Regions from separate parts of the Mus musculus genome. Here regions 1, 2 and 3 are each linked to region 4. Evidence: chromatin contacts called from public Hi-C and HiChIP or PLAC-seq data. All regions are on one chromosome and are shown on one strand. The core of a region is the stretch at or near the end of the contact, and the rest is flanking DNA. Distances in the headings are between cores, read along the strand shown. Region 1 has its middle 53 kb from the start of Gm33086. Region 2 has its middle 45 kb from the start of Gm36458. Region 3 has its middle 32 kb from the start of Gm33086. Region 4 holds the start of Fndc1 (fibronectin type III domain containing 1).

Region 1 (5,832 bases), core at 3,318-5,817, 310 kb after region 4:
AGATCCAAACCTACTACCAAGAAAGCAAATAGCACGTGCATGAAAGACCTCAGCTGGGTGATGGAGTGTGGGGACAGAATCTAAGTATGAGCTTAAAATTTTGCGGTTATTAAAATTTCTAATTGAGAACCCATTAGACCCACACAGTTCTGCAGTCTTGAATTCAACTTTTTAAAAAGAAATAGACCAAAGTCCAGAGTGAACAGCAAAAGGTAGGTTTAAGAGTCAAACACTGTCAGTTAATCTCTAAGGACACCCTACTTCCGCTAGAGAGATTTTCCTTGTGTTGCTTCCAGAGCATCTAATAAGATTTCTTTCTCCCTTTTCCTTTTGTCCTGCCGGGCAGTGGTAGCACACACCTTTAATCCCAGCACTTGGGAGGCAGAGGCAGGCAGATCTCTGCGTTTGAGGCCAGCCTGGTCTACAGAGTGAGTTCCAGGACAGCCAAGGCTACACAGAGAAACCCTGTCTCAAAAAAAAAAAACAAAAACAAAAACAAAAACAAAACTAAATTTCCTTTTGCCCTTCTGACTCATAGGAACACAGGAGGGGGAAATGTGACCTTATGTCTGACTCACAAGTCATTTCTTGGGCTCCTTATTATACTCATTTGAGTCTATTAGCAAATATGTCCTGTACCATCCAGGAAAATCACATTCCGAGGAACTACACAATTCTAAAAGTTACAATTGATAGAGTTGTCAGTTTACGGACTGCTCCAATGACTGACAGCTCACAATTGATGGCTTTTAAAGATTTATTTATTTTATGTATATGAGTACAACATCACCATCTTCAGACACACCAGAAGAGGGCATCAGATCTCATTACAGATGGTTGTGAGCCACCATGTGGTTGCTGGGATTTGAACTCAGGGCCTCCAGAAGAGCAGCCAGTGCTCTTAACCACTGAGCCATCTCTTCAGCAATTGATGGCTTTTAAACGTTTATTCTAGAAATCAAAGTTAGTAAAGAGTTAACCGTGCTAATGTGTTGTATCCGGCCAGCAGATCACAGCCTGGGTTCTAGCCTGGAAAGGCATTTTGGAAACCTGGAAGAGAAGAAGGGCTAGGCGGGCGAGAAAAGGATGCAGCTAAGACAGGCATTCTGATCAAAGCTCAATTTTACTATTTCGCACGCAGTTATGAAGAAGGGGAAGGGGGGCCGATTCCCGCCAAATAGTCCTGGAGTCCAGTAGCAGGGTGACCATGTGTATGGCTCCGAACAGCAAAGAGGCAGGTTCCAGCAGTGGGCGTGGCAGAACGATTGAGCCGCAAGCTCCATCCAGGTGTAAACAGTGGAACCATTAAGGCTGGGGGAGGGGAGGCTACACTAATGGATACGTGACATTTAAAACCAGAAATCACAGGAGAAATAACTACCAAAGCAAAGAGAATCAAACACACTTTTGCCAAGTGAAGCTAGGGAGTGTAGATGAAGTTGTTTCTTTCAAATGAAGAGAGTGTAGCTCTTGTCCTAAACTCGAATTGCAGTTCCACGTGGGAAGGAGGGTGAACATCCAGCAAAGGGGACCAGATTGAAAACTTTTCTGTTGCAAGGCTGGGGAAGGAGGAATCTGCCTCAGAAACTAAGGTGTTGTCTTTGTTGGATTTTGATTACTTAATACTGAACCTCTTCAGTAAAGGCGAAGTTTTTTTCTAAAATCTTCATGTTTGTTTACACTTAAAATCTTGTAGGGCTGGCGAAACTGCTCACGTGGTTAAGGAACACAGGCCCAATGACCTGAGTTCAATCCCCAGGAATAAAGATGGTGGGCGTCTTGCCAGCTCTCTTTGTGGACTTTTACTCAAAGGCAATCAAAAGTTAAATTGGGGGCTGGTGAGATGACTCAGCAGGTAAGAGCACTGGCTGCTCTTCCAGAGGTCCTGAGTTCAAATCCCAGCAACCACATGGTGGCTCACAACCACCGGTAATGAGATCTGATGCCCTCTTCTGGTGTACCTGAAGACAGCTACAGTGTACTTATGTATAATAATAAATAAATCTTTGGAGCAGAGCAAGCTGGGTCTACCGGAGCGAGCAGGGTTGACCAGAGTGGGCAGAGGTCCTAAATTCAATTCCCAACAACCAGATGAAGGCTCACACCCATCTGTACAGCTACAGTGTGTACTCATATACATAAAATAAATAAATAAATCTCTTTTTTTTTTTTTAAAAAGTCAGCCGGGCGGTGGTGGCGCACGCCTTTAATCCCAGCACTTGGGAGGCAGAGGCAGGCGGATTTCTGAGTTTGAGGCCAGCCTGGTCTACAGAGTGAGTTCCAGGACAGCCAGGGCTACACAGAGAAACCCTGTCTCGAAAAAACCAAAAAAAAAAAAAAAAAAAAAAAGTTAAGTTGGAAAGAGAAGTGTTGATGAAATATAAACTGTCACCTCTCTTGTGAGGGTGCCAGAGGTGGTGTCTTAGTTACTTTTCTATTGCTGTGAAAAGATTCGATGAGAAGGGCAACTTGCAAGCTAAAGTATTTGACTGGGGGCTTGCTTACAGTTTCAGAGTATGAACACCATGTCGAGGAGCAACGGGCAGGCTGCCGGAGACCAAGCATTCAAACAGTGGGCCCATGGAGGCCATTCTAGTTCAAACTGCCACTCGTGGGAAAGGGAGGGCACGCGCTGGAGGAACAGCAGGGAGGCCTTGGCTGGGGGGAAGAGCATAAGACAGCACCTATGGCTTCTCAGAACAGGACAAAGGCTTCTATGACCTGGGAAGCTTGTGCCCCTTTGGTGTGAATTCCCATCCCTGTAAATCAACGTTTTGAGAGTCAGTAAACTGAACCCGTACGTGAAGTGTTGTGTCTTATGTGGAGGTCACGGTGTCATAGGCTGTTTGACCAGGACAGAGGAGGGTGGGCCTAGGTAAGCCTCTGAGAGAGGACAGTGTGCATAGAACCAGGATGGCAGCAAAGGGCCCGACCAAGCCCTGCACCCTGTGCCCTCCAGGAGGCAGGGGACAGGACACTTCAGAACTTGGAACAGTATAGAAAGGAAGATGCTACTCTCGGCTCCATAAACTAGGTCAGGAATGTCTAATGTTTAAATTCCCTCTGCCATGATTTCTCCTCCATCAGAGTGTAAGATCAAACTAGGCGCTCTCTAAGGCATGACGTCCTGCTTGTTTGTCCTAGAAAAAAATCTCTGACTCAGGACCACCAAGCTATGGACTAAAATTCCTGGAGAAGGATTTCAGTCCACACCTGAGTTAAAGGTCCTACAAGCTGATTGGTTGGTTGGTTGGTTGGTTGGTTAGTTGGTTGCTTGCTTGCTTAGTTGATTGATTGATTGATTGATTGATTGATTGATCAATTGATTGATTGGAACTTCCAAGATTGTGGAGAACTGAAATATTGCACATCAAGAGCTAAAGTATCTTGGATGGTCTTCATCCCCTACGCTGCTTTGTTTTTGTCATCTTGTCACAAACTACAGAGAGACACCTAAGAATGAACCTCAGTGGAAGAATTGTCTCCATCACATTGGCCTATGACAATTCTGTGGGGCATTTTCTTGATGAATGATTGATGTTGGAGGGCCCAGCTCACTGTGGGGAGTATCACTCCTGGGCAGGTAGATCTGGCTTACATAAGAAAGCAAGCTGAACAATCCATGAAGAACAAGCCACTGTGCAGAGCACCTTCATTGTCTCTGCTTCAGTTCCTGTCTCCAGGTTCCTGCTTTGAGTTCCTGCCCTGACTTCCCTCAAGGATAGACTGTGACATGGAAGTATCAGCCAAGCAAATCCTTTCCTTCCCCCTAGTTGCTTTTGGTCAGAATGTTCTATCACAGTGACATAGACACAAACTAATACACCTCCTTAATACCCCCTATCATCCAAGGCTATGTGATCTAAGATCCAACCTGTGCGTATTAGGTAAATCTCTCTGAAATGTACTAACAGAATCCTGGCTTCCACCGAGCCAGAGACTAAGAATGTCACTAGATGATGTCTTAGGCCACTAGCAGAGAAGCATCCATACTCTACTGTAGCCTGCCTAACTGATGTTTCTACCAATGGATTTGAAATTTGCCTTGGTTTATGTCTTTCTCTTGTTTTGTAACCATAAAAACTTAATAAAATTGTTACCACGTTGGAACAAGGCCTCTAGGTTGGATTGAATCACTGTCACTGGGCCATAGCTATTTATATGTCTTCTGTCCCCTTTGAGATGAGAGCCATGTTTTAACCTTGACAAGGAATTTTAAAAGGCAACAGGAACAGTGTGTGGGCATACACAAGTTCCTTCAGAATATCTCCCTCTCCCTCTCCTTTCTTCCCTCCCCCTTTCTCACTCCTTTATTGTATTTTTTTTTCTTCTATGAATCCACCCAGACACTATCCTAAGCAGTAGCTTCTAGAGTACTGGGCAGCTACGGATAATCCAGAATTGGGAATTGGATGCCAACTCGAGACCTCTGCCACTCACCTCTGCCTGTGCTACCCTAGTCACGGGCCAGCTGGCTCCCATGGACAAGTTATAGAATGTCTCCACTGGAGCTGCCAAAATTCTCCCAGCCCCTTCCCACAGATGCACGGCTGCACTACAAAAGAGAAAGACTGAATGGAAGCTCGGAAGAGAGCCAGCCTCACCCTGCCACAGGAAGCCACCCGGACCAACGTTGATTTAAGGCCTCAAAATGCAGAGCAGGAAAGGGCTGGTTTCCTCTCTGTTTTTTAAGGCATGTGAGAAGCTACTGTGAGCTGAGACCCAGAGCTGGGAATGCCTTGAACGCTGTACACGGCGGTTTTCTTTATATTCTGATGTTGGCCAGCACGCCAGCAGAACATCTGTTTCTAGCTAGGAAACTGCTCGTAGGAAACACTCCGACAAAGGCTATACTCTTATTTCTCCACTTCATCCTTCAGCAAGATCCATGTCCTGCAGGACCCCGGGAAAGTCGGGAGGGAGGAACAATCTGTGTGGCCCATGATGCCCAACCTGCTTCAGGTCATGCCTGGATGACCAGCAGTGATGACATTTCCAGGGGAAGACCAGCCAGAGACACAGCCTGTGCCTTGCTGAAGCAGCATCCCAGCCACCCTGCTGTAGATGAGACCAAGTGACCCCCAACAGCAGCCTCAGTGCAGGGATGTCCTTACTGTCTGTGTCTCATGCCACGGTGGATGTCTGAAGCCTATGCACCTGACTGCTGGCTTTGGGGACATCAAAAGGGAAGATACAAGAATCACTGGAAAATGGTCCTACTTGAAGACTTCAGATGTTACCACTAATTCATAAGTCTAAGCTGCAGTAAAGCAATCCAAGAGATTACAGGGTAGAGTTGGGCTTTGCCATTTTAGCATTATGGGACTTTTTTCACACTGATTTTTATATGATAGTTACTCAGGACCTTGGAAGAGCAGTCAGTGCTCTTAACCGCTGAGCCATCTCTCCAGCCCCTAGTTGTATCTTTTGAAATGTGTGGTTGTTCCTTTATGCAAATAACCACACTGAGCTCCAGCTCTGACCTCATGCATCCTGAGTACGTTATGGGATCAACTTCTCCTCTTCTTCCTCTGCTCACTAACATCCCTCCCAACTCCATATCCTTTAACCCTCGATCCTGACTAGTTTTATTGCCAACCTGACACAAACTAAAGTCACCTAGGAAGAGAGAACCTCAGCTAAAGGATTTCCTCAATCAAATTGGCTGGTGCCCATGTCTGTGAGAGGTTGATGGATGGTTGGTGTGGGAGGGCCCAGCCCATTGCACCATCCCTAGGCAAGTTTCCTGGGCTGTAAGAGAAAGCTCTCTGAGGTGTGAACCATGGAGTAAGTCAGTGAGCAGCATCCTCCATAATTCCTGCTTCAGCCCCT
Region 2 (5,852 bases), core at 1,675-4,174, 370 kb after region 4:
GTGTGTGTGTGTGTGTGTGTGTGTGTGTATGGATTTATTAGACTGACTTACAGGCTGTGGTCCTGCTAATCCAACAATGGCTTTCTACCAATGGAACGTCCAAGAATGAATTCATTGTTCGGTCCACAAGGCTGGATGTCTCAGCTGCTTTCAGTATATTCTGAAATCGTGAAGGTGTTAGCTCTAATGCCAGTGAAAGAATCAAAGGCAAGCAGTCAAAGAGAGGGCAAACATCCTTCTTTCATGTCTTCACCTAGACTTCCAGCGGAAAGTATGGCCCAGATGAGATGTGGGTCTTCCCACCTCAAAAGATCTGGGTTAAAAGTGTATCTCCCCACCTTAAAGATCTGGATTAGAAATAGAACTTCCCACTTCAAATTAAGTAAAAATCCCTCACAGGTGTGCTCCTCCATTTTTGGGGTTTTAGTTAATTCCAGATGTACATAGATTTAACAACCAAGAATAGGCATCACAGTTGGTGTAAGCCCCCATGACTACAACTCTACTGCTCTGCGTGCTTGCAAAGGTAACACCCCACGGACAATTCCACTGTCAGCTAAAGATAGCAGAATATTTGTGGAGTCCAGAACACTTGTACTACAGATGTAGTAACTGAACTGATTAAATAAATAAATAAACAAATAAATAAATAAATAAATAAATACCTTTACCGGGCAGCCCCGCTAAATCAGAACAGCGCTGCGACTCTCTTCAAGTGGAAAGTCTTCCTCATGGGTTTGCATTTTTTTCTCTTGGGAAGGTTCCACGTGGCTCTGTGACCTTGCCTATGGTCATAGTTCAGAGCATACAGCTTCTCTCTAATAATGTTCTCACAGTTACAACCACTTTGCTTTGTCTGTGTTAAACACACTTTTCCTATCCAAACATCTTTTTCTTCTTCTTACTGCTCTTTGTTTCATAATTCTTAGTATATCCCTGGCTCAAAGCAGTCACAAATAGCCTGTTAAGCTGTCTTGAAATTCTCACTGACAATTACTAGTCTGTTACTTTTTAATCCAGAATGACTTCATTTTCAGGGCATGGTCCAGAGGCAGGCTGATAGTGATGGAGTTAAAATGACCTCCAGTTTAGTTCCTGGTAGTCATTGTTCCTGTGTGATACCTCAAGAGCGGTCTCTCCTGTCTACACTTCCATCCTAGTTTGTTTCCTGTTGCCAAACACCACAACCAAAAGCCATGTGGGAAGGAAAAGGCTCATCTCAGCTTACAGGTTACAGTCCGTCAAGGGAAGCCAAGGCAGAGACACAAGGCAGAAGCCTGGAGATAGGAACTGAAGCAGAGAGCATGGATGAATGCTGTTTACTAGCTTGCTCCAGACTCACATTCAGCTCAGGCCCACCTTCATAGGGATGGAAACGCCCACAGTGAGCTGGACACTCATGTGTACCCATGGAGCATCAGACAAGAAAACGTCCCACAGATAGGCCACAGGCCAATCTAACAGTGACAATTCTTCAACTGAGGTTCCCTTTTCCTAGGAGGGTCAAGTTGACAGTCAAGATCAACCATCACAACCTCCATCAGCGTCCCAGTCTGAACTCCCACCAGAATGGCTCACTAAGCTCAGCTTACAGCATTCTCAAGCTTCTCTGGCTCAAATCTCTAAACTCTTCAACATTCTTCTAAAAGCGGCTTCCAAAGTCCTAAGAAGCAGATAGCTGGGTTTGTGAGCATGGCCCTACCTCTGTCGAACCAACTTTCTGTGTTATTTTTGTTTGTGTCGCTGTGACCAAAATACCTGAGAGAAACAACCTTAGAGAGAAAGAATTTATTTGGGCTCATGGTTTCAGAGGGACTTCAGTCACAGTAGGGATCCCTCGGGACACCAGCGAAGGTAGTAGGTCTTCACGTGGCTGGAGGAGAGAGCTAGGTTGGAATTAGAACCAGGCACTAACACCAAAGACCTATCTCCCTACAGCCAGGTCCTACCTCCTAAAAGCCCCACAGCCTTCACATTAGCACCAAGTGACCAAGAACTCAAGACACAAACAAGCCTATGAGGTACTTTTATTCAAATCCCAGCATTGTCCTTTCAAGCTTGGGGTACAGACACAAGGGGAGTTGCTTTCTCTCGCACCTATGAAAGAAAATTCAAGGGGAAGGAAGAAAAAAGGAGAGAGGAAAGAGGAGGGGAGCAAGGGAGAGAGAGGAACAAAGGGAAGGAGGAAGAAGAAAGGGAGAGAGAGGGGAAGAGAGGGAAAGAGGAAGGCAGACAGGGAAATGGAGTTGGCTTGTGAGGCTTTTAGAAGGAGCTTATTTCAAATTGTCTATTTATATGTAACTTGGAATATATGTACATATTCTGAAGGGATAAGCAGATGTTGGTTTGGCAAATTTGCCATTTTAAAAACCTTAGTCCTGTATGGAGTTCTCTTTAAAGATACAAACATATAAGTAGTACATGGTATTCAAATTCTATAATCCTGGCACCCAAAACGTGAAGGAGTCCAAGACTAGCCTGGGCTACAAAAGACTGTCTCCAAGGGAAAAAAAAAAAAAAAAAAAAAGACATACGCATGAACTGGGACCTAATTTGGAATGCATTGGCCAGAACATTAAAATAAAGGTAGAACTTTTTTCTGAACACAAAGAAAATATTTAGAATAATAAAATTATACTTAGAACAGACAAAAAGAGCCCAGCTGTTACAAATTCAAATTTGAAACACATTACTACTTTAGGATTTTGTTCTTATTGAAGTTCGTAAATTATTTAAAAACCCACGACTAATTACCATTCTCTTTGACAGTGACTTTCTTGCTGGGTTAAAATACAAGTTTGGAGTCATTAAGATGTCTGCAGCAGAGCAGCCAACTCCTGAGAGTTGGGTCTCCCCGCGCTGGCTCCTAGTAGCAGAGGGATCAGCATGCAGTTAGCTAACAAAGCAACCATTGTCCAAACTCCTTCCCCAGTGCTGAGTGAGACAGAGAAAAGCAGCCTGTGCTTCCTACTAGGGCTGCCCTGAGAAGCCCAGGGGTTAGCCTTCTTTGTCAGGCACACAGCGACGCCGTACATGATAGAGATTGTTTACCCTACTGCAACTGGCTGGTACTATTTTAAAATTCTGTAATATCACTCACAGCATCGAAATAAGTCAAAATTTTGTTTCTAAAAAAATGTTTAGACGAGATTGCTGTAGAGGCTGGGAGAATAGTCAAGGTGTTGGCTCTGGCCAGGGCCCTCTTGCTGGGACATCCCAAGGTGGAAGGCATTCCACAGCAGAGGTGAGGGCAGCAGAAAAACTCCTTGTTTTATAAAGGATGTATTGTCACAATAACAGCATGAAGCTATTCATGAGGAAGAGTCCCAATAACCCAAATTATGCCCATTAGATGCCACCTCCGAGGACAACAGGGCTCTGAGGGCATAGTTTCTGGCACATATCTTCAGGGTCACAGTCAAGCCGGCACACGTACTGTGAAACTTTCTGCATTTGCACAAGTCTCTCCTGCCTGCTTGCACAGAAGCACTATGGCTCTCCATGAAAGGAAAAGGAAAGGGGAAGAAAATAAATACTTAAGATGAAGCAAAAGCCAGACTAGGTGCTGCATGTTTTTAATGCCAGTACCTGGGAGGCAGAAGCAGGGGGATCTCTGAGTTCAAGGCCAGTTTGGTCTACAGGGTGAGCTCCAGGAGAGACAGGGCTACACAGAGAGACCTTCTCTCAAAAATGCAAGTGTTTGATATTTGGTTGCATAAAAAGAAAAACCACATACAGTCTTTGGTTTCTCCCCCACCAACCAGAATTGTGGTGCAGCACTTTGGATTCAAGCAACACAATTTGTCATGAAATCTTCAGGTCCCTTCACCAGCGTGTGGCCAGGGCAGGGCAGGGCGGGGCAGGGGCGGGGGCGGGGGCAGGGGCAGGGGCAGGGGGTTGACTTCCACACATTCTGAAGAACTTGAGGGACCCTGAAAACAAACAAGTGAAAAAGCTATAGAGAAGATCGTATTGATATGTATTGATTGATACATATTGATACATATTGATAAGGAGGCAGGATAGATGTCAAGTCTAGGCTCCTTGGACCGCTGCCTCCTGGGACTCTGCACATGGCCCTCAGTCCTTGCCTGTGTAATCTACACAGTGACCCCTAGCTAAAATAAAATATGGGGAAATGGGCATGCAGGATGCTTCCCGCTTTTAATAATATTTACAATAGAAAAAATTGAAACAACCAGCATACAGTATCTCACAGTATCTGAATAAGGTTATTTCCAGGACCTCACAGATACCAAAGTCTAAAGATGCTTGAATCCCTTTCTATAAAGCATGTGTAAGCTGGGCAGTGGTGGTACACACCCTTAATCCCAGCACTTGGGAGGCAGAGGCAATCAGATTTCTGAGTTCAAGGCCAGCCTGGTCTACAGAGTGAGTTCCAGGACAGCCAGGACTACACAGAGAAACCCTGCCTCAAAAAACCAAAATAAATAAATAAATAAATAAAGCAAATGTAGCATTCATATGGAGTCCATGGGCATCGTCCCATGCTCTTTAAGTCACCTCTACTGTTTGTCATACCTAACTGTGGTGGTTTGAATAGGAATGGCCCCATAAATTCAAGTGTTTGAATGCTTGGCCATAGGGAGTGGCACTATTAAGAGGTGTGGCCTTGTTGGTGGAAGTATGCCACTGTGGGGTCGGGTTTTGAGGTCTTACATTTCAAGCTATGCCCAGTGTTACACACAGACTCCTGCTGCCTGCACATCAAGATCTAGAACTCTCGGCTCCAGCACCATGTCTGCCCGCACACTGCCATGTTTCCTGCCATGCTGACAGTGGACTGAACCTCTGAACCTGCAACCCACCCCCAGTTAAATGCTGTCCTTATAGAAGCTGCCTTGGTCATGGTGTCTCTTCACAGCAATGGAAAACCTAAGACACTGATATATAATGTAAATGTTGTGTAGATAAGCTCAACTGCTTAAGGAAAAATGACAAAAAAATATACATTCTTACGATCTTTTTTCAAATACTCTGGATTCACAGCATCTTGAATCTGAGGATGTGGATGGCTAACTCTGTATAAAAATTAAGAAATAATTCAAATGCGCCACACCACCCCGATAAAATATAGGATGTTTGGAATGATGGTGAGCAAAGGCTCTGGGGAGTGGGGAAACCAGAGCATCTGAAGCCTTGAGCAGTGGTGGTCAGTGTAGAAACACAGGGAAGTAGACAGGTGAAAGCCGACATAGCATGCCATGTCCCACGTGCCTTTTGTCACCGTTACCGGTTACAGTGAGCTCAAAGTAGGATTAGCTCCTACATCTGTTCCTGAAGCCACAATGTGCCACCTCACACCGTCTACATTGTTTATTTTCTTCTGATAAATCTGTGCATGTCCCAGGAGTCATGGAGGGCACCCAGCGAGCAAGGAGCCCACTCTCCTTGGTCACAGCACTGCTCATCCTTATGAGCTCTCTAGACTGTATTGACTAAGTGGAGAAGGCACAGTCTGACTGTGCGCGGCTCTATCCCACAGGCTGAAGACCTGATGAGATGCAAGAGGGGAAAGAACAACTGACTAGACTTGTTTCTCCCCCACTCCCTTCCCTTTCCCCCTCTCCTCCTCCCCTCTCTCCCTCTCCCTCCCTGCTTCCTGGCCAGCATGATGTAAATGTCTCAGCTGAGCCACATCCTCTCAGCCAGGATGGATTGAAACTACTAAAACGAGGTATGAGATAAATTCTGGTTGTTCCCTTAGGTTTGTGTCACAGCAGGGAAGTAGACACTCAGCCCCTGCACCTTACATCCTGTGACAACGAGGAATGATGAGCAGATGTCTCTGAAGAGGCACCTGTCAGAATCACCAGGTCTGGACCTGCGGG
Region 3 (5,988 bases), core at 2,541-5,040, 280 kb after region 4:
TGCATGCCTTTAATCCCAGCACTTGGGAGGCAGAGGCAGGTGGATTTTTGAGTTCAGGACTAGCCTGGTCTATAGAGTGAGTTCCAGGACAGCCAGAGCTATACAGAGAAACCCTGTCTTGAAAAAAAAAAAGAGAGAGAGAAAATCAATAGTTTGTTTTAATCTGTTTGGCAGGTAAGGGAATATACACAGATATTACAAGAGTTTTCCAACTACTCAGGCCTGTAATTTGTCCGGAGGGAGCAACCCTCTGTACCTCACAGTAACTGAGGAGCAAATGACAGGAACACAAAGACGGGCTGTGTTTGTACTTAGCTGTCTCTGTCTTCTCAGACATCTGTCAAAAAGAGAAGCAAGAATCAGTGTAGGGGGAAGGTAAAGAGAAGGCTCGTGGTAAATCGACAGTACAGTCATCTTTGAAAATGGTATCCAGATATCTAGAAGCATAAAAATTTTTTCAAACTTGGAACTGGACCAGCGGGGAAGGGAGTGCTGATATATGAAAGCCCACCCAGGGCACTACTTGAACCTGTCCCAGCACCTCATGCAGGCGTGCTGAAGGCCCTGTGCTGAGGGGTTCCATCTAGACACTTTGGAGATGTAACTAGGTGATCTCCTGCCTGTCCCCTGAGCTCATTTTGAAGTGTTCCATGGATCAGCAAATTATCTTCTGCTGATTTTAATGTCTGACCTTCTTTTCTTCCCTTGGCATGATCTCTTAATAATAAATTCCATCACAGACTTCCCTGGTCTCTCTCCTGGCCACCCTGGTTGTTTATCATTAGACTCTGATAAAGTCACTCATGTGAGCAGCTTGCACCATGCAATTCTCCTTTTTAGGTAGCCATGGTAGAGTCTGGTTGCCTAGCATCCACCGTTCCTACTTCCTTCTGGACACACAGGCAGCGTCCCTGAGGTCTGTAGTGTGATTGGATACACTCTGTGTTCAGGCTGGACCCTAATGCTACCTCATGCAGTGCTGAGTTCTGCTTCACCTGTGTTGTTTGAGCTGCCTGTTAAGTACTCAGCTATGTAGTTTGAGGTGAGTGTGAACTTGAGATAGAATCAATGACAGAGAGCAAACATGGCGGCCCACGTCTACAATCCCAGCACCCACAAGGCCAAGGCAGGAAGACCTCCAGCTCAATGCTACCCTGGGATACTCAGTGAGCTCAAGGTCTGCCTGCCTTGAGTGTCTTCCTGCAAGACTATCATCGAAAACAGAAAAACGAGGAAAAGGAGGGGGCAGGAAGAAAAGGAGGGGGAGAAGGAGGTGTGTAATCGTGTGGCTGCACAGAGATTTCAAAATAAGAATATCGAAGGTATTTTCATGAAGAGCTAGTACTTCATAAATATTGAAGTCACCTGAAAATTAAAAGAGGCACTTCCAGGAGGCAGCACCCAGATGTGATGACTGTCACAGCATGTTTTATGAGATTGAGGAATGGGGAACAGCTGCAGACTTTGATGGTGCTAATTTCGGTGACAGAACAGGGCTCAGGGTGCAGAGTATACAGTCTTCAAGACTCTGGGGGGTAAAGGAAGGTAGAAGTACAGACAGGGAATAGAGACATCTAGCATTTGTGAGGGAAGGAAAGACGCTAGAGAGCCAGAAGAACTTCAGCACAGGGCAAGGAGTTCACGTAGGATGACAAAGCAAAGCAGAAATTAGGTCTATGGGGCTGGACAGATGGCTCAGCATTTAAGAGTGCTTTCTGTTCTTCCAGAGGAGCCAAATTCAGTTCCCAACCACCCACATCCAGCAACTCACAACTACCTCTAATTCCAGGTCCAAGGGATCTGAGACCCTCTTCTGGCCCTCATGGGTACCTGCATGTTTACTGCTCTAGAGGTGGGGGGACCTGAATCAGACTGAAGTCTCACACAATAGTCAACTTTATCCAGAGCATCAGACAATTCATACTCTAAGAGTGTACCAAACTGGCCGGTGCAAAGTTGACCAGTCCTCTGAGTGGGGGTGTGAAGCTGATTATAGTAAAATTAGAAAAAAATATGCAAGAGACAGGTATGGCAGGGCTGCTGTCCATTACCACACCAGCCAAAAGTGTATTTCTCATAGCCTTCTTATATTACAGTACAACGAGAAGCAAAGCCACAAGCTAACAAACACAAGTGGCAAGAAAAGATCAACTTTCAACTTCTGGGGCCATTGTGAGAAGATGATTCCAGGCTAGTAGAGAAGGCTCCCACCCAACACCTTCCTTCTGTCACACAGGAGACAAGGACAGCAGTTCAGGAAGGGCAGGCGAGTTTAGAGTGAGAAGTTCAGAGCCAAGATGCTGAGGAAACTTTAGGAGTATGGAGCACCACTCACACCCCTGCCTCCAGCACACCTTGGCTGCATTGCCATCTCTTCATCCAGTCAGGCTTCCTGCTCAGAATCTGGACAATTGCCTTCATCCTATGAAAACCAATTTTCCAAAAAGAGATTACATTCCCTATTGGTTCCCCATGTGACCCCGCTCCTAACTGTCATCGTTGTCTAGCCTGAGGAGGGGAGACAACCGTGAATTCACTCACAGGTGTTAGTAACAATGGATAATGATGCTGCTACTTCCTGGGAGCAGCATTGCATGGTTGGGATTTCTAGAGCGATATATTTGAAGCCAACACTGGACATTTCCAGCTCTGCCTTGGATGAGAAAGACAGTTTGCAAAAGAAGAAACTTGCAGATGTTGGGCCAACCTTGCGTGCATGACATGAAAAGAACTCGGTCACAGTGTATGATCCTGTTGATGAGTTCTTGAATACACGTACAAGCATTTTTTTGAGAATTTTTATATCCATATTGATCAGAAAAATCAGTCTCGTTTCTGTTGTTCTTAGCCGGCTAGGACTGGCTTTGTCAAGTGAGCTTTCCAGACTTCCTTCCTTCTGCTCTGTGAACAATTTGAGGAGGATGGGGTAGAATCTTTTAAAGATTTAGAATAATCAAAACAAGTGTCTGAAGGTACTTCATTAATTTCAGTGTTGGATATGAAGTGGCTTAGTCTGGGGCTGGAAAGATGGCATGGCAGTTACAAGTATGCAGTGCTCTTGAAGAAGAAGGGCCCAAGAATAATTCCCAGCACCCACATCAGGTGATTCAAGGCCACCTATAAGTAACTCCAGCTCCTGGGACTCCTGCACCCTCTCCTGCTTCCTTGGGTACCAGTGTGCACAAAACCTCACACAGGCACACATACATATGCACAACTAAAGATTAAAAGTAAATTCTAGGGGCTAGAAAGATGGCTGCAATGGTTAAAAGCATTGACTGCTCTTCCAATGGACCCGAGTTCAATTCCTTGCACCCACATGGCAGCTCACAACTGTCTGTAACTCCAGTTCCAGGGGATCTGCCACCCTAAATAAGTGAATATGTTTTGAAAAAATAAAATAAAAATATAAATTTGAAATGGCTTAGTCTTTCTTAACTAAACTTGAGTATTTACAATAGGTAAAGTGCACAGAGCCCTTGTGAGTGGGCTCATCAGCTACAGAACAGTCTCTACGAAGTAGAAGTTGTCTGTGTCTGTGCACCACCTCAAGAAGGCTTGTGTTGGTGCATTTTCCTCTAAACTGCTCTGCTCTAAGGCACTGTGTTCCCCTGCCTGAAACATATGACCTCATATATGGGTGGAGTTTGATTTAAATAATTGTACCAAGTGGCAACTATGTAGGAAGCAGAGATCAATTGCAAAACTTCTTATGGAATAATTGAGTGAGTTTTTGTCTACTGTCTCCTCTCTGCAGTGATTTTGACCAGGATCTGCCAGTGAACACTAGTCTTCTCATTCCAGGGTGTGCAGTGGCCACACGACCACTTTGTTCTTTAGTACCATATTTGGGACATAGCAATTTTTTTAAAACAAGCTTCAGAATTTTTGACCCATTGCATAAGAGCTTTCATGGAATCTTCCATCTTCCCAGCTGTCGGGGACTCAGATTTCCCTCTCATTTGTTCCAGGATAACGTCTACTGTTGTTTAGCCAAAAGAAACTATTTCTTGCTCCAAACCTTTTCTTCCCTCTTGTTCTTTCTGCAGATTAACAGACTGTTTTATCTGGAATCACATGTCATATCTACTTGGGAAATAGTTGCCTTCTCTTCAGGGGCAAAGAGGGTTTCATAGAAGGATAACATGCATTCCATCCTTCTAGTGACTCAAAGAAGGAGCCACTGTTTCCTAGTAAGCAATTTGAGGATTCATGTGTCATCACCAGACTGTATCAAAGAGCCATGGTTAGGGCAGCAGGTCACTGTCTGCCCTAACTGGATAACCTGGGGAAGGGGTATGGTGACTCAGTGCCTGAGACACAAACTCCTCCATCCCACAGGGAGATTCCCATGATGATCATAAGAAGGATTTTTAGAACCTTTTTGTACTTAAAATTATAATCTTCACATTTCCCATGATGAAATAATCCTCAGCTACTATATATGTACATATACATACACATATACTACTATACATACACATGCACATATACTAGACATATACATATATATAGATATACCTATCTTTATTGACTAACAAAAAGTTCCCTATTGTCCACTACTTTCATTGATTTTTATTTCTGGCTACTGTGTGTTATCCATGTCTGTTTTCTGTTGTAATAATGGAATATCACAAACTGAAAATTTTATAAGGAATAGAAGCACACTTAACTCGGGAGTTCTGGAGGTTGGAAAGCCCAGGAACATGATGCTGGTGAAGGACTGTTTGCTGCACCACAGCCTGACACAGGGCCAACACGGTGAAACAAAGCCATCAGCATCAACATGGTTGTCCCACCTTGATGAATGCATCTAACCCTAACTAGCTTCCAAAGGCCCCACTTCCACACCACTGTGATGTGTACTTAGAATTAGCTTTCCAGTACACAAACTTTTGGAGACACACACATCATAGCAGAGATATAGCGCCTGCCTCGAAGATGATCCTTGCAAATGTGAATTTTGAAAAATCCTGAGAGAGCATGAAAAATTATTTATGCCAGGTGTTTGTGGTTTTTGCCTTTCTATAGCCCAATGCCAGGTGTTTGTGGTTTTTGCCTTTATAAACCCCTTACCCCTTGAGCTCGTGGTTGACTCCTCTACCCCTGCGTGGGATATGAGTCGTCTCCAGTGCACTGGTCTTTCCCAAATAAACCTCTTACAGTTTGCATCAAGACCATTTCTCGAGAATGATTTGGGGTGTCGCCTCTCCTGAGTCAGAATGTGGGGGAGTCCTCATGCTGTGAGTCTTTCAATTTCGTCCTGACTATTTTGTTTGAATGCATCTTAAGAAATTTCAGGTCAAATGATATTGCGGGAAGCGGGTGCAGCTGCATGGGCCAAGATGTTTACTGCCTTGCCCAAGCATGACGGTGAGGCTGCAGCGTGGGCTGCCTGCCGGGCTAGACTATCCCTCGTGATCCGGACCTGTCAGCCTATTGGTGACCGACCTGAGCTCGTGCCTGGAGTGTGTGTGAATTATGATTGGATGATGTGGGTGGAGCTAGATGAGGTCAGTATAGGAAGCTTGTAGGAGTTGCCACGAGATAGGAGTTTAGCCCTTGCCCTAAGTAGAAGCTAGTTGTAGTAAGAGAAGCTGTTGTAAGTAGTAGAAGCTGCGGTCGTAAGAAAAGCTGCAAGAAGGAGAACAAGTAAAGAAGCTGTTACGTGAACCCACCTTGGTGTCCATGTCGTTCTTGTCTCCGCTGGTCGGAGACTGCGGAGACTGGGACATGATATAAGCTTTCAAAGGAAACAAATCAAAACAAAACAGCCAGTTTATGGGTTATGCTGGAGATATAGCTCAGCAGGTAAGAACACTTGTTGCTCTTGAAGAGGACCTGAGTTCAGGTCCCAGCACCCACGTCAAGGAACTCATAGTTACCCGTATCCCCAGTTCCAGGGAATCTGCTGCCCTCTTCTGATCTCCATAAGCACCTGCATACTCATGCTTACGTCCTTCTCCAATGAGTGGGTATCCATATACA
Region 4 (6,030 bases), core at 1,167-3,666:
TGAGTTGACCCCCTCCCCCTGCCGTGTGCGTGTGTGTGTGCGTGTGCGTGTGCGTGTGCGTGTGCGTGCGTGTGTTTTGAACCTAGAAGTAGGGATGGGGAGATGGTGCAGTTGGTAAAATGCTTCTGTGAAGGCAAGAGGACCAGTTCAGACCTGCAGCATCCATGGAAATGCTAGGTGTGGCATCAGGAGCCTGTAACCCTGGGATGTGTAGCCGTTGGCCACATCACTGGGTGCCCAGCAGCCCTCAGCTGACTTCTGGTTGGTTGTCCAGACTCTAACGCTGGCACTTGATTTATCCCGTGCTCTCTGAAGAGCCCACAGAAGGCGGTTACTCTAATGAGCCACCTTATGGGGTGGGAGGTAAATGTGTCTCAAGCTAAAAGAAGGAACCCACTGTCTGCTGAGATGTCACACAATAAATTTTGTTGACTCTAAACTAAGGAATGACATCTTGAAGGTACAAAAGTCCCACAGAGCGGGCTGAGGACAGAATGCCATTGTGCACTGCCAATCTCTTTTCTCCATAGCCCATCAGTCTTCCTAGCTGTCTTTTCCAGATGATCCTGGGATGTTTCTGGTTCTCATGCCCTACTGATATCCCAGCTGTGTGCCCTAGTCTTCCCTGGGTCATGAGAGCCTATTCCTGGTTTTTCTCTCTGTCCTGCTCAGAGTTCTGAGCCCAGCACCTGATCCCTGTTTGGTGGCTTTCCGTGGGAGGTTCCCTTTTCTTGGGCCACATCTCTTGCAGCCAGAACCATGGCTCACTTTGGCTACTATATTAGACTCCTCTGGCCACTATAACAAAGCATCACACATTGGGTGGGTGGCATAAACTTTGGAAATTTCTTTTGTCATGGTTGTAGAGACTCGGGTCTAAAATTAGATCTGCCGGGCTTACAGCTGGGGCTGCAGGGCCCTGGAGAGAGCCGTCCTTTGCCTCTTCTGGCTTTGGGTAGCTGCTTGAATCCTTTGGTCTTTGACTGCCTACCTCTCCTGGTCTCCCATAGCCCATTATCTGTGGTCACATGTCTTCTCTTATATACAGATCAAGTCCCTCTCTTCTTTTTATACACATACGTGCTACATTCATAGCCTAAACTCTCTGAGAATGTTCAGTTGAACCATGAGCCACCCCCGTGTAGCCTCCAGTGATGAAGGCAGACACACATTTTTGGGAACTGAGTTTCAGCAAACCATGGCCACTGCCCTTCACCACCATGGACTGAGGAAGAAGAGAAGATTCTGTTATCTAGAGAGATTTCCACCTCTGACTGACCAGCTAGAGCTGACCACAGGAGCCCTGGATCCACTGACTTGGAATACACTAGAGAGAGAGAGAGAGAGAGAGAGAGAGAGAGAGAGAGAGAGAGGAGTGCGGAAGGAACCTGACACTCTTAAAGGAAGATCAAGCTGGGGACACAAAAGCCAGAGGCCAGACTAACTAGAGCCCTAAGGGGAGAGGCAAGAGCATCTGTTCAATTGTAGAAGGTTCCCGAACTCTAAAGAGGGGATCAGTGGAGAGCCTTCCTGGGGGGGACCTGGAGACTTCACTGCAGGTCACAGTTAGGCAAGAGGTGCCAGCCTGGGCTCAGCGTGTGGATGTCTTGATTTTGTAATTTTTGTTTCCGAATAGAGATTCCGTATTTCAGTACCACCCTTCCAGACTTTGTTTAGCGTCCTGGTCAAGTTTGGGGTTGCTATGTGGGCGAACCGATTCCATGTTCTGTCTGTCCTGTGCCAGTGGCATCAGGTTGGTTTGCAGAGAGCAGCACTCTGCTTCCCTAGCGCGAGTCTTTGTCGCCTGCAAGGACGCTCCTACTCCACTAGTGTCTGAGGCTGGGAGTGGACCAAAACCCAGTCTGTTATCCCGCACAGCGGGATCCCAAGGCGGTGTTTAAATTACAGAAAGGGAGGTCAAATGAGTTCTTGGCAGGGCTTTTTGCGGCGTGCTTAAAGTCAGCTTCTGTTTCAATTGGGATCACAGGCTCCTGCGCAATGACAGCCAGGAGCTCCCTCAGCGAGTACGGCTCCTCATCCTTTCCCAAGAGCTCCGGCTGCGTAGGAAGGATATCGAGAGCCCACAGACCACTGTCATGTGCAGAAAAAGGTGGAGGGTCCTGACCCGGTCCCTGAAGATGAAACTACACAGAGGTTTAAGGAGACAAAGTTCACGCCTCATCTTAGCACCGATTGTTTATAATAGGTCACTTTCCTGGCCAGAGCGTATTAGAGACTTAGACAAAGGGAGGGAACTTTCCTGGTCACTCTTCCTGGTGCAGATTTTTAATTTCACAAAAATCGAATGGGGTTCCGGGACTTGCGCCCCGCCCGCCTCGTGGGGTCTCATCGCGAGCGCGCAGGCAGGGGGCGCCCGAGCGCATCTAAAAGGAGCTGCGGGCAGCGGGTGGCCTCAGTGGCAGAGCGCGGCTGGCCGCGGTGCGTGGCCAGGAGCGGTCGCCTAGGGGCTGCACCGCCGCTCGCACAGGACACCGGACACCCAGCCACGGGCACCCGACGGCGTTGCTCTGCGTTCCTCTCACTGCGGCCCGCGCCCTGCCAGCCACCTACGCTCGGTCCCCGCGCATCCCGGGCTTCCGATGGCCCCCGAGGCCAGGGCGTCCCCGCGCCTGCTGCTCAGGGCGGCACTGCTGCTCCTGGCGGCGCTGCTACCGGTGGCTACCTCAGCAGGACCCCCAGGTACGCGCACGCCTGACTCTGCGGTCGGCTAGGCTGTCCTCTGCCCACCCGCTTGTCACTCTGGGGGACCACTGTCCCACACTGGCTCTGTGTTGCCCGCGTGCGTGTCTTGTCACTAACCTGTGCATCCTCGTGAGTGGAGTCAGGGCGTGCTAGGTGTGGGCACTAGGCACTCTGAGTATGGGAGAAGTGTGGACACGGAACACACAAGAGAACTGGGGACTGAAACTTGTCTAAGTGCCCTGGAGATCCAGGCAAAGGAAAGGAGAAGTGACTTTGGGCATCGCACTGGGGGTGGGGGTGGGAGTCTGGGGGGGATAGAAGTCGGGGGGGGGGGCACTCTCTTTGGTCAGACTCTCCTCCGGGTTGAGGGTGAGCATCTTTCTGTCATCTTCTTCACCTGTCTCGATGTTGGATAAGGTCACTGAGGGAACTCAGATGGAAACTGAGGGGCAGGACTGTACTCCAGGACCAGCAGCAACTGAAGTCCTAAGCTTGGGAACTTTGCAGCTGGAAGAAGACATTTGTCTTTCGAGGAGGGAGAGGGAAGTGGGACCGTCAGTGAGTTCCAGAGAGCCTAACCCACTCCAAAGGCCAGGCTGCAGCCTGGATGGACACTTGCTTTGCACAAGAGGCTTAGCTGACTCTGCTTTCTTGCGTGTTTCACCAGCGTCCAGATGGTTACACAGTAGTGGGCTTTCACGCCTATGTCCTTGGCGTCTTCGTGTCTAGCATGCATGCATTTCCACACTTGGAAACCATGACTTTTGTTTATGGCATCAATTTGTAGGAACCTGAAAAGTGGACTCCCCTTCCCCTTTCTGGTATTATTCAGTGGCAGCAGGGCTGAAAACAACAAAACAAAACAAACTTCTTTTCCAACAGGGGCCACTAGTTTTGCATGCTGGTGTCTGTATTGCGCTCCCCATAAGGATAAAGGGAGAGCGCTTGGTGACCTCTTGGTAGTATCGGGTGCTACGTATTCTGGTGTTGAGTTCCCTTTTTCTAAAAGGGTCATACAGAAGTAGGGGTCCTTTCTCTTCCATTTATGATCTCAAGGCAAGTATTCCCTTCATATTTTATACAATGTCTGACAGAATAAATCTCTTCTAGCCTCCCAGCTTCCCCACCTACAATCCAAAGGCTTCGTTCTTTCTAAGCTCAAGTGTTCCACTCTTTCCAGTGAAAGGGTTCTTGTTACAGAAAGCGATCTGAGAGTGGGGGCCTTGGAAAGTGAGCTTTGTGGTGGTTCCAGCCTCCTTTCTTCCCGTGTCCATGGTCACCTTAGGATGGGTTCTGCTTGTGAACGTGGGAAGGCAGGGCTTGTCGTGCTCCTCATGGGCTCGACAGCATTGTCAGCTGCACTTTCTTTGGCTCTCTGCTCTGCAAATCACTGCACTGTGGAATGTTGGAACTGGGCGGCTTGTTGGCACTTCTCTCTACTGTGTTGACGTGGGATCTGCAGTGAAATGATGACCAGACTGGAAACGGACAGAGGAGACAAGCGCATTTCCAAGTGCCTATTTACTGTACTTAAGTTCAATTAGGGAAGGGAAGAAGTGGACATAGCAGCCTGCAGAAGGCTCCTGTGTCAGGGAAGAAATCACGAAGCAGCATGTAATTTATTCCATGGGCTCCTTGAGGAGCCTTCCTGTCTGTCTGTCTTGCCATTCCCAGTTGCAGCAGCTGCTTGGATTTGCGTCTAGTGGGGCAAAGCCACGGGCAGACGTAACTCATGCTTCCTGCAAGTGGCTACTGTCAGCCCCATTCCTCCTCTTTTGGGTCCAGCATTTCTGGTAAGGCAAATTACCCAGAGCTACGCTGACAGTTAGCACACTGTTGCAGCGCTAGAGGTGTTATTCTTCTTCCAGCACACCTGGAAGATCCCTGCAACTCAGGACAGATTAAAACAGAGCAAAGTAAGCAGGTGATGCCCCTCCCCCACCGCACCCATTCCTGCCATAGGCTACTAGGCAAACATTAAAGAACAGGGGTGCTCCCAGTCTGAAGGCCTGAAACCATCTATGCGTTTACAGTAGACACTCAGGGAGGGCTAGGGATCATCTCTATTTTCTTCTTTAAAGCTAAAGAGCTTTTTAATGAATCTGCAAGGCCAAAGTCATTCTCAAAGTGATATGAGTTCAGTCCCAGCCTCTTTCCTGGGTTGATGTTCACATGAGTGAACAAAAGCTTACTGGGTAATAAATGGTATCTGACAGGGTCCACCGCTTGGAGCCTGAAAATACTAAGAGTTTAACCCCAGGGATAAGCACCTGCGGGACTCCCAGTCAGCACTCGAATGACTTGCTTTATAAGAAGAATGCGGTATTTACTCTAAAAAAAAAAAATCTACAGACAAACTATAGTTGCCTACTTGGATAACTCTCACAATTTTTTTCCCTCCAGAAATGAGCAAACTGAGCCTGATATCTCTCGTTAAGTAACTGCACAAATTTCTTGTCAGTGATGCAACTTGAATTTCTTTCTTTAAAAAAAAAAAAAAATCAAAGAGGCCGGGAGGTGGTGGCGCACACCTTTAGTCCCAGCACTCGGGAGGCAGAGGCAGGAGGATTTCTGAGTTCAAAGCCAGCCTGGTCTACAAAGTGAGTTCCAGGACAGCCTGGGCTATACAGAGAAACCTTGTCTCAAAAAACAAAAAACAAAGCAAAACAAAACAAAAAAAAAAAAAAAAAAACAAAAACAAACAAAATCTAGTGAGGAATTTCAATTTTTAAAAAAAGACTTTATTTATTTATTTTATGTTTATGGGTACACTGTAGCTGTACTGATGGTTGTGAGCCATCGGTGGTTTCTGGGAATGAAGGTTGCTCACTCCAGTCAGTCTGGCTCATTCCAGTCGACCCTGCTCTCTCTGGCCTAAAGATTTCATTTATTATTATATGTAACTACACTGTAGCTGTCTTCAGACAGCACCAGAAGAGGGCATCAGATCTCATTACAGATGGTTGTGAGCCACCATGTGGTTGCTGGGATTTGAACTCAGGACCTTTGGAGGAGCAGTCAGTGCTCTTAACCCCTGAGCCATCTCTCCAGCCTGCAACTTGAGTTTCATAAGTTAAAACTTGAATGCAGCTAAGCTGTCTCTCCCCTGGTAGGCTTGAAATACTTCTCTGTATTAGAAACCTTTTTTATGGCCATGGTGATAGGAATGAACGTGGTTTTGATAGCAATATGAATGAAGATGTGCCTTTAAAATGTCACACGATGAGACATGGTGAATTCAAATAGCGACTACACAAAGTATTACACAGGGATCCGACATGGTGGCATGCATCTGCAATACATCTGCAATGGCTCCTGGAGCAAGAT

What was found. Hi-C and Micro-C count contacts between places; a contact is called where the count stands out from the background. HiChIP or PLAC-seq counts read pairs in DNA pulled down with a chosen protein or histone mark.
Region 1: an H3K27ac HiChIP or PLAC-seq map of VIP interneurons shows a contact between it and region 4, with 9 times the contacts expected there. The contact joins the enhancer-like site here to the promoter of Fndc1 in region 4. A contact is called at or near these places in 11 of 39 promoter capture datasets (the 3T3-L1 cell line, the C10 cell line, cranial neural crest and 7 more), 1 of 15 datasets of contacts at CTCF or cohesin (embryonic stem cells), 8 of 484 Hi-C or Micro-C datasets (bone marrow-derived macrophages, cranial neural crest, embryonic fibroblasts and 4 more), 18 of 115 datasets of contacts at active chromatin or transcription factors (VIP interneurons, craniofacial prominence, embryonic basal ganglia and 5 more) and 2 of 9 other capture datasets (adipose tissue and pancreatic islet).
Region 2: an H3K4me3 HiChIP or PLAC-seq map of embryonic stem cells shows a contact between it and region 4, with 10 times the contacts expected there. The contact joins the enhancer-like site here to the promoter of Fndc1 in region 4. A contact is called at or near these places in 14 of 39 promoter capture datasets (3T3-L1-derived adipocytes, the C10 cell line, the HPC-7 cell line and 11 more), 1 of 15 datasets of contacts at CTCF or cohesin (the NIH/3T3 cell line), 2 of 484 Hi-C or Micro-C datasets (bone marrow-derived macrophages and embryonic fibroblasts), 15 of 115 datasets of contacts at active chromatin or transcription factors (VIP interneurons, craniofacial prominence, embryonic basal ganglia and 9 more) and 1 of 9 other capture datasets (adipose tissue).
Region 3: a contact with region 4 is called in a Hi-C map of muscle stem cells, with 1.8 times the contacts expected there. The contact joins the enhancer-like site here to the promoter of Fndc1 in region 4. A contact is called at or near these places in 12 of 39 promoter capture datasets (3T3-L1-derived adipocytes, the C10 cell line, the HPC-7 cell line and 8 more), 1 of 15 datasets of contacts at CTCF or cohesin (the NIH/3T3 cell line), 4 of 484 Hi-C or Micro-C datasets (cranial neural crest, embryonic stem cells, muscle stem cells and 1 more), 14 of 115 datasets of contacts at active chromatin or transcription factors (craniofacial prominence, embryonic basal ganglia, embryonic forebrain and 4 more) and 2 of 9 other capture datasets (adipose tissue and pancreatic islet).

Annotation. Positions count from the first base shown.
Region 1 is chr17:7,520,131-7,525,962 of GRCm38.p6, reverse strand. No RefSeq gene overlaps it. Among named protein-coding and RNA genes, the nearest start is that of Gm33086, 53 kb to the left of the region's middle. Within about 2 kb of position 4,567, at least 30 of the 459 cell types and tissues checked have an H3K27ac peak or open chromatin away from gene starts, as enhancers often do. A contact at or near this core is called in VIP interneurons and neural stem cells, where this site is marked.
Region 2 is chr17:7,458,458-7,464,309 of GRCm38.p6, reverse strand. No RefSeq gene overlaps it. Among named protein-coding and RNA genes, the nearest start is that of Gm36458, 45 kb to the right of the region's middle. Within about 2 kb of position 2,924, at least 36 of the 459 cell types and tissues checked have an H3K27ac peak or open chromatin away from gene starts, as enhancers often do. A contact at or near this core is called in craniofacial prominence, embryonic basal ganglia, embryonic limb bud and 3 more, where this site is marked.
Region 3 is chr17:7,540,988-7,546,975 of GRCm38.p6, reverse strand. No RefSeq gene overlaps it. Among named protein-coding and RNA genes, the nearest start is that of Gm33086, 32 kb to the left of the region's middle. Within about 2 kb of position 3,790, at least 6 of the 459 cell types and tissues checked have an H3K27ac peak or open chromatin away from gene starts, as enhancers often do. A contact at or near this core is called in adipose tissue and muscle stem cells, where this site is marked.
Region 4 is chr17:7,823,688-7,829,717 of GRCm38.p6, reverse strand. Fndc1 (fibronectin type III domain containing 1) reads left to right here and starts at 2,416. Exons shown (of 21, transcript NM_001081416.2): 1 at 2,416-2,700. The coding sequence starts at 2,601.